2 separate regions of the Triticum aestivum genome follow, and region 2 is linked to region 1. A link is a contact called in public Hi-C data. All regions are on one chromosome and are shown on one strand. The core of a region is the stretch at or near the end of the contact, and the rest is flanking DNA. Distances in the headings are between cores, read along the strand shown.

Evidence for each region. A called contact is a pair of places that touch in the nucleus more often than the background predicts.
Region 2: a contact with region 1 is called in a Hi-C map of leaf, with 3 times the contacts expected there. The contact joins the promoter of LOC123111843 here to the promoter of LOC123111841 in region 1. A contact is called at or near these places in 3 of 5 Hi-C or Micro-C datasets (leaf and an unstated tissue) and 1 of 1 datasets of contacts at active chromatin or transcription factors (leaf).

What each region holds. Positions count from the first base shown.
Region 1 is chr5B:357,427,456-357,435,000 of IWGSC CS RefSeq v2.1, reverse strand. It overlaps LOC123111841 (CST complex subunit CTC1), which reads left to right and starts at 4,218. Exons shown (of 16, transcript XM_044532719.1): 1 at 4,218-5,313; 2 at 5,421-5,539; 3 at 5,613-5,687; 4 at 5,794-5,869; 5 at 5,964-6,026; 6 at 6,540-6,617; 7 at 6,709-6,909. The coding sequence starts at 4,270.
Region 2 is chr5B:357,633,663-357,641,207 of IWGSC CS RefSeq v2.1, reverse strand. It overlaps LOC123111843, which reads right to left and starts at 3,348. Exons shown (of 3, transcript XM_044532721.1): 1 at 3,176-3,348; 2 at 2,257-2,835; 3 at 261-801. The coding sequence starts at 2,734. The coding sequence ends at 755.

The sequences.
Region 1 (7,545 bases), core at 2,969-5,468:
TCTTTTTATAGGCCTTGTCAAAGTGGTATCCTGATTCCTGAAGCATCATCTCTGCCTTAATCATGGAGACGTTGGCTGCAAGGATGGAATCTGAAGGGCAAGTGAGGATGGACTTTAAAATATTACGGTGGAGAGTGACTCCCATGTGATGACCAATCTTTGGCGGGACATATATTTTCACTGATCCGAAATTTCGGCCATCATGGGTGAAATTAAGGAGTCGACCAGGGGTTTCGATAGTTTAATATCTCTTCTTTTTGTGCACAGGCCTTTGAATGTTGCAGCTCATTATGTGCTGAAAATGCTACTGCTGTTGGGCATGGGAGCTTGTGGCTGAACTTTGCTCCATATTCATTTCTATATGCCTAAAATTCATGATTGTAATCCTACCGTCGAGGAGGAATGAAATGACCCGTTGAACTGCAAAAAAAAAAAAAAAACTAATTCTAAGATCCAATGAACACATATACTAAAAATCCTAAGAATTCTTGATTTTTTCCCTAAGAATTCAAATGATCTAGCATTAAAATTCAGAAGTTCCCGAAATTATGTTTATGGCTTCCCCCTTTCCCCAGTCTAAGAACAACTCTAATAGAGTCGTCATATTTGGGATCATCAAAGGTTATGCAGACGATCGCCAAAACACGTGAAGGCTCAAATGGGTTTTGACAAAGACAGAATCGCCAAAAAGCATCCTGCATAAATTTCTTTCAGATTGGACCCACCTGTCATTGGCTCATAGATTCTTCCCCAGTAATCCTGGATTCAGAAGAACATGTTTGATTCATAGAACACATTCGTAAGCATCAATTTCATTCCTATAAATAGGGCAAAAATTTAGTCATGTTGCGGCTTACATTGATATGAAAACTACTTAATTAAACTACTAACTAGCCTAGAACCAACTACTCATGGCCAAGACTGCATCGATTCCTCGGTGGAGGTGGCGAATGCGGCAATGTGGGCCTCGATGGACCGAAAACTCGCCTCGGTGGCCTGTCCCTTGTCGTCCATGAGTCAGCAGCGGTGACAACATTGCGGGCCTCGGTGGTCTAGGAAAAGGGCCTCGGCGCGCTCGTCCCACAACAGGACGACGGGGGCGGCCGGGCGGGCGCGCTCTCCCAAATCCATCGCTCCCTTTCAACGTCCTACTTTCGGCCCTCGTCCATGATCGCGTCGTACAATTCCAAAACAGGGGCCAGGGGATCCGGCTTCTTATGCTCGCTCTCAACCCAACAAAAGAAGATGCAAGGGTGCTCCTTCTGCTGATGCATTGACAAGGAAGTGGTGGCTTGGAGGTAGGCGAGAGGGGGCTGGGAGACGTCAGAGAGGGGACTGGATAAGGGGGAGAGGGGAGTGCACCAACCTTTTATAAGCCGTCATGGGTGTCATTAAGGGGGTAGCTAGGGAGGGGGGAGGCGGCATGCGGCCATCAAGGAGCGTTTCTCGGTGAGAAATGTGACCACGCTGCGCACGCCTCCTCCCCGCATGCTCACACACCTCCTAACCTCACAAGAAAGCTAGGAGGTCGCATGACAACATCCCACAGGCCGCCATGGAAATCCAAGGGAGCGCACGCACCATTTAAAGGTCGGGTGATTGACTGTCATGCCCCTCCCCCCTCACTGGTGGTGCATGCGTGGGAGGTCACGCTACTTCAAACCCTGCATCTGGCGCAAGGAGGAAAAAGATAAAACTTTCCTCCCACACCACCAATGTGTTTGGAACGAGCTCCTAACAAGGCCTCCACGACCTCCTAACAAAGGCCTCTACGATCTCCATGTTTGCAGGCTACGAGGTTGTTTTCGGAGCGATACGGCGATCGCGATGCATATGGAGACTTTATGAGAGTGCCATTTTGTGTGTTGAACCCCTTATTAACAGTTATTATGGCGATTGGGTCTATATAGCGACTCTACTATAATTGCTTTAAGAGCATGGACCAAGTACAGGAGAGCTGTCATATGCCGCTCCCTCCATAATAATCACCAATATGAAGGCCGAAGAGGCAAAACAAAAAGAACACTCTAGCAGAGTCGCTACCCACTTCTCTATTGCATGACTTTTGGAGGCCGTCACAAAAAGAGTGGTTTACCCTCCCTATTTGGAGATTGTTGGTGGCTCGTTTTAGTGCACTCCAAAACCTATTATTCTGTCGTGGCGTGAGTAAAACTTCACCTGCTTCCTCCTCATCACTGCCTCCTTCCGTATTTGAGACGAGCTCATCGCCACAAACGACGAGCTGGAGGGAAGCAACAACTCGAGCTTGTCGCTCCATTGAGGAGGCCGATTGCCAACGCGAGCTTGCCAGCTGGCGAGCCGCTCAACTTCGACGATGGCCTTGACGACGCACTTCTTTCATCCGACGAGGAGTAGACATCCTCGACTACTAGCTACTCCCTCCGTTCCAAAATAGATGACCCAACTTTGTAGTACAAAGTTGGGTCATCTATTTTGGAACAGATGGAGTAGCTAGCAATGCGAAACAATGGCATGGACTCTCTGCAATGCAAATGTCGCTTCTCAATATTTTAAGCCGCAAATTATATGTACATGCGACGAATTTTGTACCTAACTATAAGAACTCCTTTAGTGCTTTGGATGTTGCTTGTTATTAATTCACTTTTGATCGTTGTTTGACGGTTTACAATTAAAATTGGAAGTTTCAAATAAACTATACTTTAGTGACTCTAAATTTACACGTCTCCTCGACAACCTAAAAAAAGGGATTCCGTAAGCGTTTTGGCAACTCCATCAAAGTTGCTTTTAACATGACTCTTGTCCCCTCCAGACTTCACCGACGAGCCCCGTGGACTCGCATCCCCTCTGCCTGTCACTTTGATGTTCGGTGGCAGGAAGGAGAATCCCTGTGCCTACGACCCGGTCAGTAGTTTAGGTTATGGCTTTTAGTCCTCGCAGGTGCTGGAACGGAGGGAGTAGCTAGCAACCCGGAACAATGGCATGGACTCTCTCTGACAATGCAAATGTTGCTTCTCAATATTTTAAGCCGCAAATTATACTCCCTCCTTCCATCTATATAGGGCCTAATGCGTTTTTTAAGACCACCTTTGACTATTGACAAGATTAATAGTACATGACATGCACAATGTGAATATTATATCATTGAAAGCTCCTTTCACACACGAATTTAACGATGTGCTTTGTGTAAGTTGCATGTCATATATTATTGCTCTAATATTTGATCAAAGTTAGCCTCGAAAAACGCATTAGGCCCTATATAGATGGAAGGAGGGAGTATGTACATGCGACGAATTCTGTACCTAACTATAAGAACTCCTTTAGTGCTTTGAATGTCGCTTGTTATTAATTCACTTTTGATCGTTGTTTGATGGTTTACAATTAAAATTGAAAGTTTCAGATAAACTATACCTTAATGACTCTAAATTTTCACGTCTCCTCAACAACCTAAAAAAAAGGGATCCCATAAGCGTTTTGGCAACTCCATCAAAGTTGCTTTTAACATGACTTTTGTCCCCTTTAGACTTCACCGATGAGCCCCGTGGACTCGCATCCCCTCTGCCTGTCACTTTGATGTTCGGTGGCAGGAAGAAGAATCCTCGTGCCTACGACCCGGTCAGTAGTTTAGGTTATGGCTTTTAGTCCTCGCAGGTGCGGCACTTGGACGAATGACGACACCTCTTCGTCGAGTTTGTCTTCCAGGTTTCAGTCCTCCTCGAGTTCATCCATCTGAACATCGTCGACGGAGCTCCGACGTAGATTCTTGTCGTCTCCGGGGCGGTGAGGTGAGGTTAGGTTTTCTCATCATGTGGCGAGATTTGGTATCAGATGCTTCATATCTATGCAAGGGTTCAACGCGACGATTGCAGCTCCATGGTGCCGTCCTCAGGGGCACTTGCGCGAAGACTTCTTCACTGTCATCGACAAGGTAAACCGAATTCAACAGGGGAGTGACGCCTCAATGGTTTGTTCTGGCGACGGTATTGGTCGCTCGGTGGTCTCGAAATCTTGATGTAATTTTTATTATGTTTAGATGCTTTGCACTTTCAATGAACTTTTTTCTTTTGAGGGAACACTTTCGATGAACTTTTATAATAGTCTTCTTTCCAAAGAAAAGAGTTTCTTTTTAAAACGGTGAACGTGAGGTCAAGCTCATTTGACCAGTCAACCCACGATCAAGTGGGGCCCACGCCGCCACTCGACTCCTCGTTCTCGGTTTCACTTCCCGCCTACTCATCTTCTCTTCTTTCCAAACCCACATCCCTCCAGTCCAATCTCCAATCCCTAACCATGGAGCCGCCGCCGGAGGCATCCACCCCTCGCCGGCTCGCCGTCGCCGACCTCCTCCGCCTCCGCCGCCCCACCACTGGTGCATCTTCCCTCCTTTCCCCCTCTCCCTCTCATTCCTCCGCCGCCTCCACCTCACAGCCCCGCAAAAAGCCTAAGCTCTCCGCCACGAATCCTGCCCCTACCACCGCCCCCTTCGCGCCAATCCCACATCCCGTCCTCCTCGCCGGCACCCTCTCCCTCCCTTCCGCCGACGCCTGCCGCAACCACTGCCTATCCCTCACCGACCCCTCATCCGCCGCCTCTGTCTGCTGCTACCTCCTCGATTTCGACCCCGCCGTCATCGGTCGCGAGATTCTCGTTCTCGCCTGGAACTACCTTCCCTCCGTCCGCCAACACGAAGCCGGCGTGCTCGAGGCAGTCCGATGGCGCCTGGCAGAGGCGCCCGGTCCTGTCCCTGTCCCCGGCCTTAGCTTCCTTGCAGCGATCCCGCTTAATTCCGTGGACGCTGAGCCTGCTTTACCCACCCGCGGCCGCGTTTTTGGGATGGTGAGGTCGGTGAGCGTGGTGTTCAGTGTCCCGCATGCCACACAGAAGAGTGACTTGGTCGGGTTTATAGCGGAGATGATGTGCTGTGGGTGCCGCCAGTGCAAGCTCTCACAGCCAGAATCTGACCGCGGTCACAAGTTTGAGATGGAGAAGTTTGTATACTTTGTGGATCTGGCAAGCAGGTGGCGGCCCGTGCTGGCGCGACTGATTGGCAGGCCGGTTTCTGTCACGGGGCTGAAGAAAAAAATGGTCTCCGTTGGGAAGAAGGGCTCGTACACCATGTTGGTGTCATCAACGGCAACAATGGTGTCATGGTGCCCATCTTATGTGGGCGTTCCACCATTGGATGAGTTGCCAGGGAAGTGCAGTGGAGTGTACACTGGGGTAGTCTCTGGAATCCACATGCAGGGTATGTTGGTTGAGCTGGATGAGATCGTGTGGTTGCTAATTGATGATAAGCGGCTCGTGCCGTCACATTCTCTTCGAGTTGGTGCTGTTGTATGTTGCTAATTTGCAGTTTTGAACTTTCGTTTGCAATTTTTTCATAATTTTTTATTAAATAACTTCAAATGCCAGTGTGTGTGACTGTTCTGGTTCTTTTGTAGATTTCTGTGAAGAAATTCCGAGTGGTTCGTCTAAATTTTGCTTGGACGACAGTTGTTCTACTTGGAACATGCAGTAAAACTAGCATTACTATAAATGCTTTCTCTGTGGTGGACTCGAAGTAAGATGCGACTTTTGGCATATCAGCATCATATGTTACTGGCATCACTCAACAGTTTTTGCTGTTGGTGCAGATGTCATACAAGAGCAGAGAATAATGGTCTTCTGGGCAAGTCTGTTAACTTTTTGGAGCTGCCCGGTAAATTTTGGTATGAATTTATGATAGTTCTACTTCTGCATGATATGTTTACCATGATTGAGAAGGGGCATATTTGTTCTCATGGTATGGTCATCTTTTTTTCCATCATTTTACAGGATGTTACTTCTGACATCATGCTTTAAACAGAAATTCAAGTTAGATTCCAAGAAAGAGATCTGGGGGTCAAAAAATGTAACTTTGCTAACTGGAGTAAATAGCATATTACCCCATTGCATTTCCTTCTAATTTATTTAACTTAATCTCTTGAACTGCAAGGTACCAACAGAAGCAAGGATTGGTTCACACCTATGCTGCTAAAGTTCCCTCTTCAAAGGGTTTTGAACCGCAGGCAAGCTCATTAGTACTACATGTCTTTCAAATAACGAGTAAATAAATGTAGTGTTGCTCTGTTTTGCATGTACAACCTCCGTCCCAAAATATAAGAACGTTTTTGACACGAACATTGTGTCAAAAAAGTTCTTATATTTTGGGACGGAGGGAGTACATAACAGCTGTTTGGTTCACAGTGTAAAGTAAACTAGTCCAACTTTTTTATTGCCTTTCAAAAGACACAATATATATTTGCTCTGCTAACCTTTCAGTCTCATCATAATATTTCCCCCTGAAACATATATAAAGGATGTTTGTAGACTAAACGGTCTTTCGGGAACCCTTTCTAAGGGCAGCCCCAGTGCATGTAGCTCCCGCTTGCGCAGGGTCTGGGGAAGGGTCCGACCACTTTGGGTCTATTGTACGCAGCCTTTCCCTACATTTCTGCAAGAGGCTGTTTCCTCGGGAACCCTTTCTCATTGTTTAAAATCTATTTTTGGTGTGGATTGCTTACCTGAATCTGGTTGCGCAGCATGATTTCCTTATGAAATTCTGCAATCATGATTGTGGCGGTTCAAGCACAGGATCAAAATTGGAAGCTTGTAAATTGGTAATAGTTTCTCCTTTTACTATACACAGTATGCACGAAACTAAATTTTGTTTTGGTTTTGTTTATTCACTTACCAATTATTTTTGGTTAGGCAATACCCTTCGCCAATTTTATCTGCAAGGTGGAATCATTGTGGATATCAATGATGCTCAGATTTTGGAATGACACGGAAGAGCTGGGCAAGAACCTGGGATCTAACCAGTTTCTATGTGGTGGGGTTTCCCATCCTGGTACCAGCAGAAGGATAATTTCAACTGGTGATCTGGGCCTTGTATTAGTGGGATGCATGAAGGTCACTTTTAAGAATTTATGGCATCTTCTTAAAAAATAATCATATTGTTTTTTTTTCAGTCCATCTGTCATTGTAACGTACCAGAAGTAAAATTCATGTCACCAATTGGAGGTGAAAACTCGCTTAATTTTGATAGATGAACACTCATATTTTGCATTTGTTGTGGCATCCTGGAAGCTTGTCATAAACTGTCCATGTATTATTGTTGGCAGATGCTTTTACTTTTGCGGGCTTATTATTGAATGTAATTTGCTTGCAGACAAGTTTATAAACATATTATGTCAATTGATTTGAGGATGCCATGTTGCCAAGTGTCATTTTGTTTTTAGACTTTTGAATGTATAAGGCTGGGAGATAGTAAATGTCTTTCAGTTTCAACTTCCCACAAGGCTTTCTGAAATAAAGATGTGGCTTGTAGATGGACTTTGCCTTTCATTTTGGTTAGCCTAGGCTTGTTTTTGTTGCTGTTTTTCCCTTTCCTTTTCTTTCTTTGGTTGCGTTGTGAGACCCACGTCATCTTGATGCTTTCTTCTAATACAAAATGAAATGCACTTGGGGTCTTCTTTGAGGAAAAAAACAAGTTGTTTTTTAATTGTACAAACTGCAGAAGTTAGTTGTGTAGATTACTTGGTTTCA
Region 2 (7,545 bases), core at 2,099-4,598, 210 kb before region 1:
CCGGGAGCAGGTATGTACTAAAGTTAGTACTCCCTCCGTCCGAAAAAATGAATAGAAGGGGATGAATTTAGATGTATATTAGTTCTAGGTACATCCTTTTTTATCCATTTTGATGACAAGTATTTTTGAACGGAGGGAGTACTACAAAGCTGAGTCATCTATTTTGAAACGGAAGGAGTAAAAATATCAGCAGCGACAGAAATAACCCCACAGGTTTCCTCAACAACAACAAAAGATCAGAAACTTGAGCCAAGAACCTGTTCCACAAAAACACAAAAGCTTATATATACATCTGAATTTCACAAGGAACAATCCTGTTCCAATCTACATCAACACACACGCACACTGAAGAGCTGCACATCTGCAGCTTATATATACACAGCAAATGACACCATATATACATATGCCAGTAGCAGGGTTGAGGTCCAGAATCAAGTGGGACAAAATGAACGATGCGATAGAAAATTATATCTACAAATGTCGTCGTAGGTTGGTTAATAAGAAGGAATAAATCTTCTACGACGCGCAGCGCAGCTGGTCTTGTTCAGCATTGGCCTTGCTTTGCATTGCAATGAGTACAATTAACCTTGAAACCTCCGGAAGGACAAACCCGTTAAGTGCTGCTTCAAAATTCCGCTGCTTCTCTTTTTGTTCTTTTTCCATTTTCTCTTTTTTTTGGGTTTTGATGTCTTCCTTCATCGATAATGATACTGAGCAATAATATATACAGCATAGCTAACGGAGATTCCAGATATCAGTTCTGGAGGGAAGAAAGCCACTGTTCTACAAAATTCTTTCCATCTGCGGAGCGGAAAAAGGAAAGAAGAGTGTCAGAAAAATATCAGAAGCTGTAATGATGAAATAAATAGAGTAACACTAAGACTATGCACATGAGTAAACATTGCTAGCAACTAAAACTCTTTTAAGATAAATGAATTACGATGAAAGACCGTCCACACAATCCAATACAATCATAGATAATCAAAATGGCACAAGCAGGCAATGAAGTGGCTTTATCATGTTCAACACCAATCACACCTAGCACTCTAGAACCAATAAATTGCAGGAGTCGACTGGAGTAAATGGCAAATCAGAAACATGGTAAGCAATTGCAGTGCTATTATACGGCAAAGACCGTATACTATCATAGTAACAAATACAGTGCTGGTGCGAATTGACTAAAGAAGACAACCAATAACAGTAATAAAGTAATATGTTTGATGCCTTGTTTTTCTTGCGGGGATATTTGATGCCTTGTTTGATCAACATAAGTATACAAAACATGATGCTGAAAGAAGAATGAAAGTTATAGAATCAATTCACAAGTCGAAGTAGCACATTTTGACACAGCAAGCTCAAACCTCAACTACAGCATACAAAGTGGCAGAAACCAACCAAAGCAAGTGGTATATGGCTATAAGTTTAACAACTGAAGAGGTCTCATAGAGTAAGTTATAGATTGCCAAATTTTGAAGAAAAAATTAGTCAACGGGTTCTATCATACATCGATGCCTCTAGGGTTATCTGGTGAAATAGTAAAGAGTTTTAGTGATAAAACAACCATATTAAGTACTCCCTCCGTTCGAAAATACTTGTCATCAAAATGGACAAAAAGAGATGTATCTAGAACTAAAATACATCTAGATACATCCCCTTTTATTCATTTTGATGACAAGTATTTCCGGACGGAGGGAGTATTGCATATCTACTGTTGAGCATAGGAATCTCAAACAAATATCTTCAAGCCCAAAGTATAGAGCAAGCCACCAAACCCACCAATCAACAGCTCCAAACATGAAAATAGCATATGACCAGTAGTAGTTGTGCCCCATAAATGCTAGTACAACAGCAAGAGACACGAAGAACGAATCTTATCGGCTTATCCTGTTATAGGCTGAGTTCTGCCAGCTTAACACAAGCTGAATTTATTCCCAAACCATCAATGGATAACTCATAACTGAAAAGGTGCCAGACTTGTCAAAAATTGACTTCACAAAGGGAACTGTTGCTAGTACTCCCTCCGTCCGGAAATACTTGTCATTGAAATGAATGTATCTAGATGTATTTTAGTTCTAGATACATTCACAAGTATTTCCGAACCAAGGGAGTATATTATGAACAAGAGCAAATGATTATTTTTAATATCACACAGGACTTAATGCTTTAATAAACAAATCAAACATGGCATGTTTTTTCCCAATTCTCTCCGCAAATGTAAACACAAGAACTTGGTAGATCTTCCAGCAAACCACTCACCGGAGGGGCCGCCATCGGCGAGAGGGCCAGCGCCAAGGAACCGTCCCTGGGGCATCATAGGCTGCTCGGCGCGGCCGCGGCGATAGCAGGGCACGAGGACGGCGAAGGAGGTCTCCTGGTCACCGTCCGTCTGCATCTCCGGCGCCTGCGGCTCCAGCCAGCCGATGGACCAGTCGGAGTCGTCGGACTCGGACCCGGAAAGGCACCCGCCGCCGTCGGACGGCACGATGACCATGTCGTACTCCCTGTCAATTCTGGGCTCCCCGCGACTGCGCCGCTGGTTCTTGACCCTCCTCGGCCGCGTGCGGCGGCCGGCGGCGGCACTGGAGAAGGCGATAGCGTCCGCCTCACGGAACCCGGAGGGGAACTCGGGGAAGGAGGCGCCCGTCAAGGCGATGCCGGGGAGCTCGTGGTTGCCAACTCGCGCGGCGTTACCCGGCCAGAGCCAGTGTGTGAATCGGCCGAGCCCCATGGCCATGGCCCCCCTGAAAAATGCCTTGCTCCTTGCGAAGCTCCGGGATCGCTCCGATCAGATCAAAAATTTCGGCAAAATCAAACGAAAATCGGTGTTCCCTGGATCTGCCAAGTTAAAACAAACACCTCAGAAAAAAAGAAAACCCAATCTATTTCTTGAAACAGACACAATGGGTAACTTTCCGGCCACAGCAAAGCGTGGTAGCAAATAAAGGTGCCGCCTTTCGAAACTAAGCGCGGCGACCACAGAAAATCCGCTCCAATTGGGAAGGTTTCTTGTTCTCCACTGATTCGCGACGACGAGAAGGGAGAAGCCCCATTAAAGGTAACCCGTCCAAAAAATTCCAATCCAGGCGGTAAATCAACAGGATCAACACTGGGGGGTGATGATCCAAAATCTTAGCACAGGAAAACAAATCACCCAAAATTAAAAGGAAATTCTTGCCTGCTCGAGAACCGAGACCCGGCAAGACTCCAAACGCAACGAGAAGCGAAACCCCCGGCTCTCCAGGCTCTCGTCGATCAGTCAATCGCTCCCCGTGCCCGGATCCAGATTGTGATTAATAAAGAAGTCTGCGACTAGGAGCAACCACCACTCCGACGAGAGAGCGTGTGGCCACGGCACATATATAATCCGCTCGCCTCGAGACGGACGGCCCGGATGGCGCCCGGCGCGACGTGTGAGTCGGATCCTGACCGCCCGTCTGGTGGGCCAATCGCCGCGCACCGCGGCGCCATGACGTGTCCCGGGCGGGGGGTTCGTGAGGCGCAAGTTCTCGCTTTCGTGGGCTCCCCGGACACTTGTCGCCGGATGGGGGTTTCCGTTTGGTCTCGCTTCGCGTCTTGGTGAATCTGCTCCACGGATGCATGTGGATGGGTTTCACGTCGCCATCGGTGAAACCCGCGTGAATGTACCTGGAATGGTTACACGTACGTATTACTGTAGCGGAGACTATTATTGGGATGGGAATCAAGTTCACGTTGAGGAGGTTGATGATTTGGTTAAGTACATAGGAGTAGTACGTATATCTTGCTGGTTAGTGTATTTCTTGTGAACGGCCCAGGCAAGTGTGTAGCACATGTCGATGTGTGGCGTAATTCTCTGAACTTCGTATGTCGGCAGCATGATTTTATATCCGATTGAGGGTTGATGGTAATGTATTGAAATGTCCTTGGAGAGCATGGTCTTCCATATCATGCTTGACGTTAGAGATATATTTGGGTTACTTGTATTTGGTATTTAGAATTTGTATTCCATCTCCTACTCCAAGAAAGGCTTCTTGCGAGTTATTTATCCAAAATCACCACACTTGGGTTAGGGAAACAACTTGGTACCACATTTGAACCAGTGCACAAAAAACCATAAAAAATGCGCCTAATCTGTAACGCGAAGCACTGATGCTGGAATTTGGCCGCGAAAACAGCGAAACTGACAAGTTGGGCCCGCATGTCGGGCTGAGATGGCCTGCTTATGTGGACAATATGCTGAGTTGCACATAGGTCCCACCTGTCAATGACTCAAGTATTTGTTTTTTTTCCTTTTTTAGTTCTTCCTCCTTTTTTCATGGGCATTTCAACAAACATCTTGTGGGCACCCCCGCAGGCCAGAGCGCCTCTGCCATGGCGTCGGCCACGAGCTTCCATCCTCTAGCCGGCCACAACGATGAACCGACCACCACAGCTTGTACCGCTATCGTGCCTACACGCACCGTCGTCCGCGGCCAATCCTATACTACTCGTCGGCCTGGGCGCGCGGTAAGGCAGGGCACTGCTCGTTGCCTGGGCACGCGGTGGCGGCGTTGCTCTTTGCCTGCTTCGATGGGAGTAGCCGGCCAGGACCAGGACGCGACCACCGCATCCCGTGGATGGCCGCCTCAGTCACCAGCAGCTGCTCATGCCGGACTTGCTGCATCGTCCGGCCACCAGAGCCGTTCTCAGGGTGCCATGACCCAGCGTGTCCGGCCACTCCGTCGCGTTCTCATGGGACCTCTTGCACGCATGCCTCGCGTCGCGCCGGCCGGAGCCGCCGACAGGGTACTTCGTGCTCATGTTGGTCAACGGCGAGCTCACTCTGGCCACGGGCGACCTCGTGCCATCGTCGCCATGGCCGGCGGAGTCCGTCGGCCTCCTTCTGTCCCGGCGTGAGAACATCTACCCCGCCGACCCTCCATGGAGAGGCGGACGAGCTAGTGCTGCTCACTCTCTCCAGCGAGAGGAAAATGAATGGTGCCCAAAGATGTTCGACAGAATGCCTCAAAGAAAGAGATATGGGAAGAAGATGACCGTCTAGTCACTGACAGGTGGGGCCCAATTCTCATTTGCCACATCAGCTGGTCAAAGCTTTTAGTCATCGCCATGTCAGCCCGACATGTGGGCCCAACTTGTCAGTTTTGCTGTTTTCGCAAGCTTATCAAACTATCAGTGCTCCGCGTTACAGATTAGGCGCATTTTCGATGGTTTTTTGTGCCCCGGTTCAAATGTGGTACCAAGTTGTTACCCTAGCCCCAAGTGTGTTGGTTTTGGGTAAATAACTCGCTTCTTGCCTTCCAAATCTTGTACTCAATATATACTCTCGAAACAGGCTCTCGCCCTGCTTTATATATAAAGCAATAACACCAAGGTTACACGGCCGAACGATACAGTGTGATGAGGTAGTCCTCTGAGACAGCAGGTCCCTAGATAACAGGCCAACATAAACGCACGCGACTATGCTGCCGACAAACTAACACAGGACTACCTTACAACGCCATGACACGAACTAGGACCCCTAGCCTCCACGACAACGCCCTCAAGAGGGGAACACGAGCACCGCCACTGCCGAGCCCAAGGTGGACAAGGGTTTTCACCCGGAGACTCTCACACGAAAAGGAGAACCGCGACGACGTCTTCAAGAAGATAACGACACCCGTAGATGTCGTTGTCGCCGGTGCCAAAGCACGAAGCTGTCGCTCTCCAGCTCACCTGTGCCACCACGGGGCACCCTGAACAGTCATGACGCACACTGGCCTCCAGATCCGGATCTGGGCAACTGAAAGAGCACCCAAACCACCCTCCGCTATACCCCTCGCTGCCCAGGCAACCAAGAAGCATAGCCACCACTTCCGCCATGGAGCCTGCCAGAAGGCCACCATACGAACCATCATTCGGGGTCGCCGCCCTGGCATCCATGTCCCGAGTCACCGCCAACCATCACCATCGCAACGCAGACCACGGTAGGAAGAGCAGAAGACACATCCTTCTGCTCCTAGCCCGGCATCAGCCATCGGGCCTGGGTGGTCGCCTCCGCAGTAGGAGGCGTCCATGCCTGCATCCCCAGCCAACCCCTGTGGACCGCGGGGGGGGGGGGGGGGGGGGGGGGGACACGGCCTAGTAGCTGCCGACGGCCACCGTCAAGCAAGCCCCGACACTAGTCCCGGACCTTGGTCAAGACGAGCTTAGACGCCGCCACACCCACGGCTACAGGCGTTGCTCCGACTAACGGCACAACGACAACCCAGGCACCAACTCGGACCGACAGCACAGCGACACAACACAATAGAAAGGCACAAACACGACGACAAGCACCACTGCGGACTAGGTCGGCCTTCTACCTGTGTGCCGCCGACCGCCATCCTCCATCTCACTCCAGATCCATGCTGCCTGCCTACCAGAAGACTGCCGAAGCGCCGGACCGACTGCTGCCAACCAAGGCACCAGCCTCGCCCCACCGCCGCCCGAGAAGCCCTGAGCTACACCACCCGTGCCCCCGGATGGACAACTCCAGCCGCACCGTACTAGCACACCGTGGCACGCCGCCACGCCAACCCCCTCCAGTAGCCAAGGCCATCGGAGACGGCCAGCCCACATCGCCTTGGCCCGCGCCGCTAGCAGGCAGCCCACTGGAGGAGCCCGTGATCTAGATCTGGATCGAGCAGTCCACCACCGCCTCCCTGCGCACGCATGTCCCGCCTGAACCGCAGCCATCCATGCCTCCGCACTAGGAGCCACCGCCCGGCACAGCCGCGCCGCGCCGCCCCGCCTAGCTGCGCGCCTTCGCCCGATGTGGCCGTCCTGCGCCAGCCCACACCGCGGGAAAGGGAAAAGGGGCCCCGCCGCCACCGACAACGGTCGGGCTTTGCCGACGGCGCGAACCGGCGGCAGTGGGGAAGGGGACGGGGGCGGCGGCACGAGTTATCGCCCCCCCCCCCCCCCCCCCCCCCCGTTCGCTGGAGCGGGTTGGGCGAGACAAGGGTTTCGGTTACTCAATATATACTCGCCCTTGAGGCTCAATAATCATCCATCATATTCCGCAATAATCCCTCTCTCTCCCTTCTAACATGGTATCAGCCTAACCATTCAAACCCTAGCCGCCGCCCGACACATCCGCCCGCGCGCCGCCCCCGGGGCGGTCGGCCTCCATGACCGCCGCCAGGGTCCACGCCGCCCATACCTAGGGTTCGTCCGCTGGTTGCGTTGACGGTTGCCCTAGAGAGTCGTTTTCCCGATCCGTTGATCGGGGTTTTCTCTCGCGACGATCGTTTTGATCGGCGTTTACCTTTTGGTTTTTCGATCTAAAATCGGTTTGCGGCACCCGCCGCCGTCGTCGACCCTCGGGCGCTTCTACTCCGACTTAGGCATTGACTACACCGGTCTCTTCTCCGACACAGCGGCCTTGCAAAATGCGGCGATCCGTAGCGGTTGTCGTCCGTGCATCCGTCCGCCCGTTGTTCTGCGCCATCTGTCATTGCTTTGATCTGATCCGGACTACTTCACTGACCCGTATCCATACAGCTCGTTTGCGTAACGCTGTTTCACGGCGCATTCTGCTGGTGCATT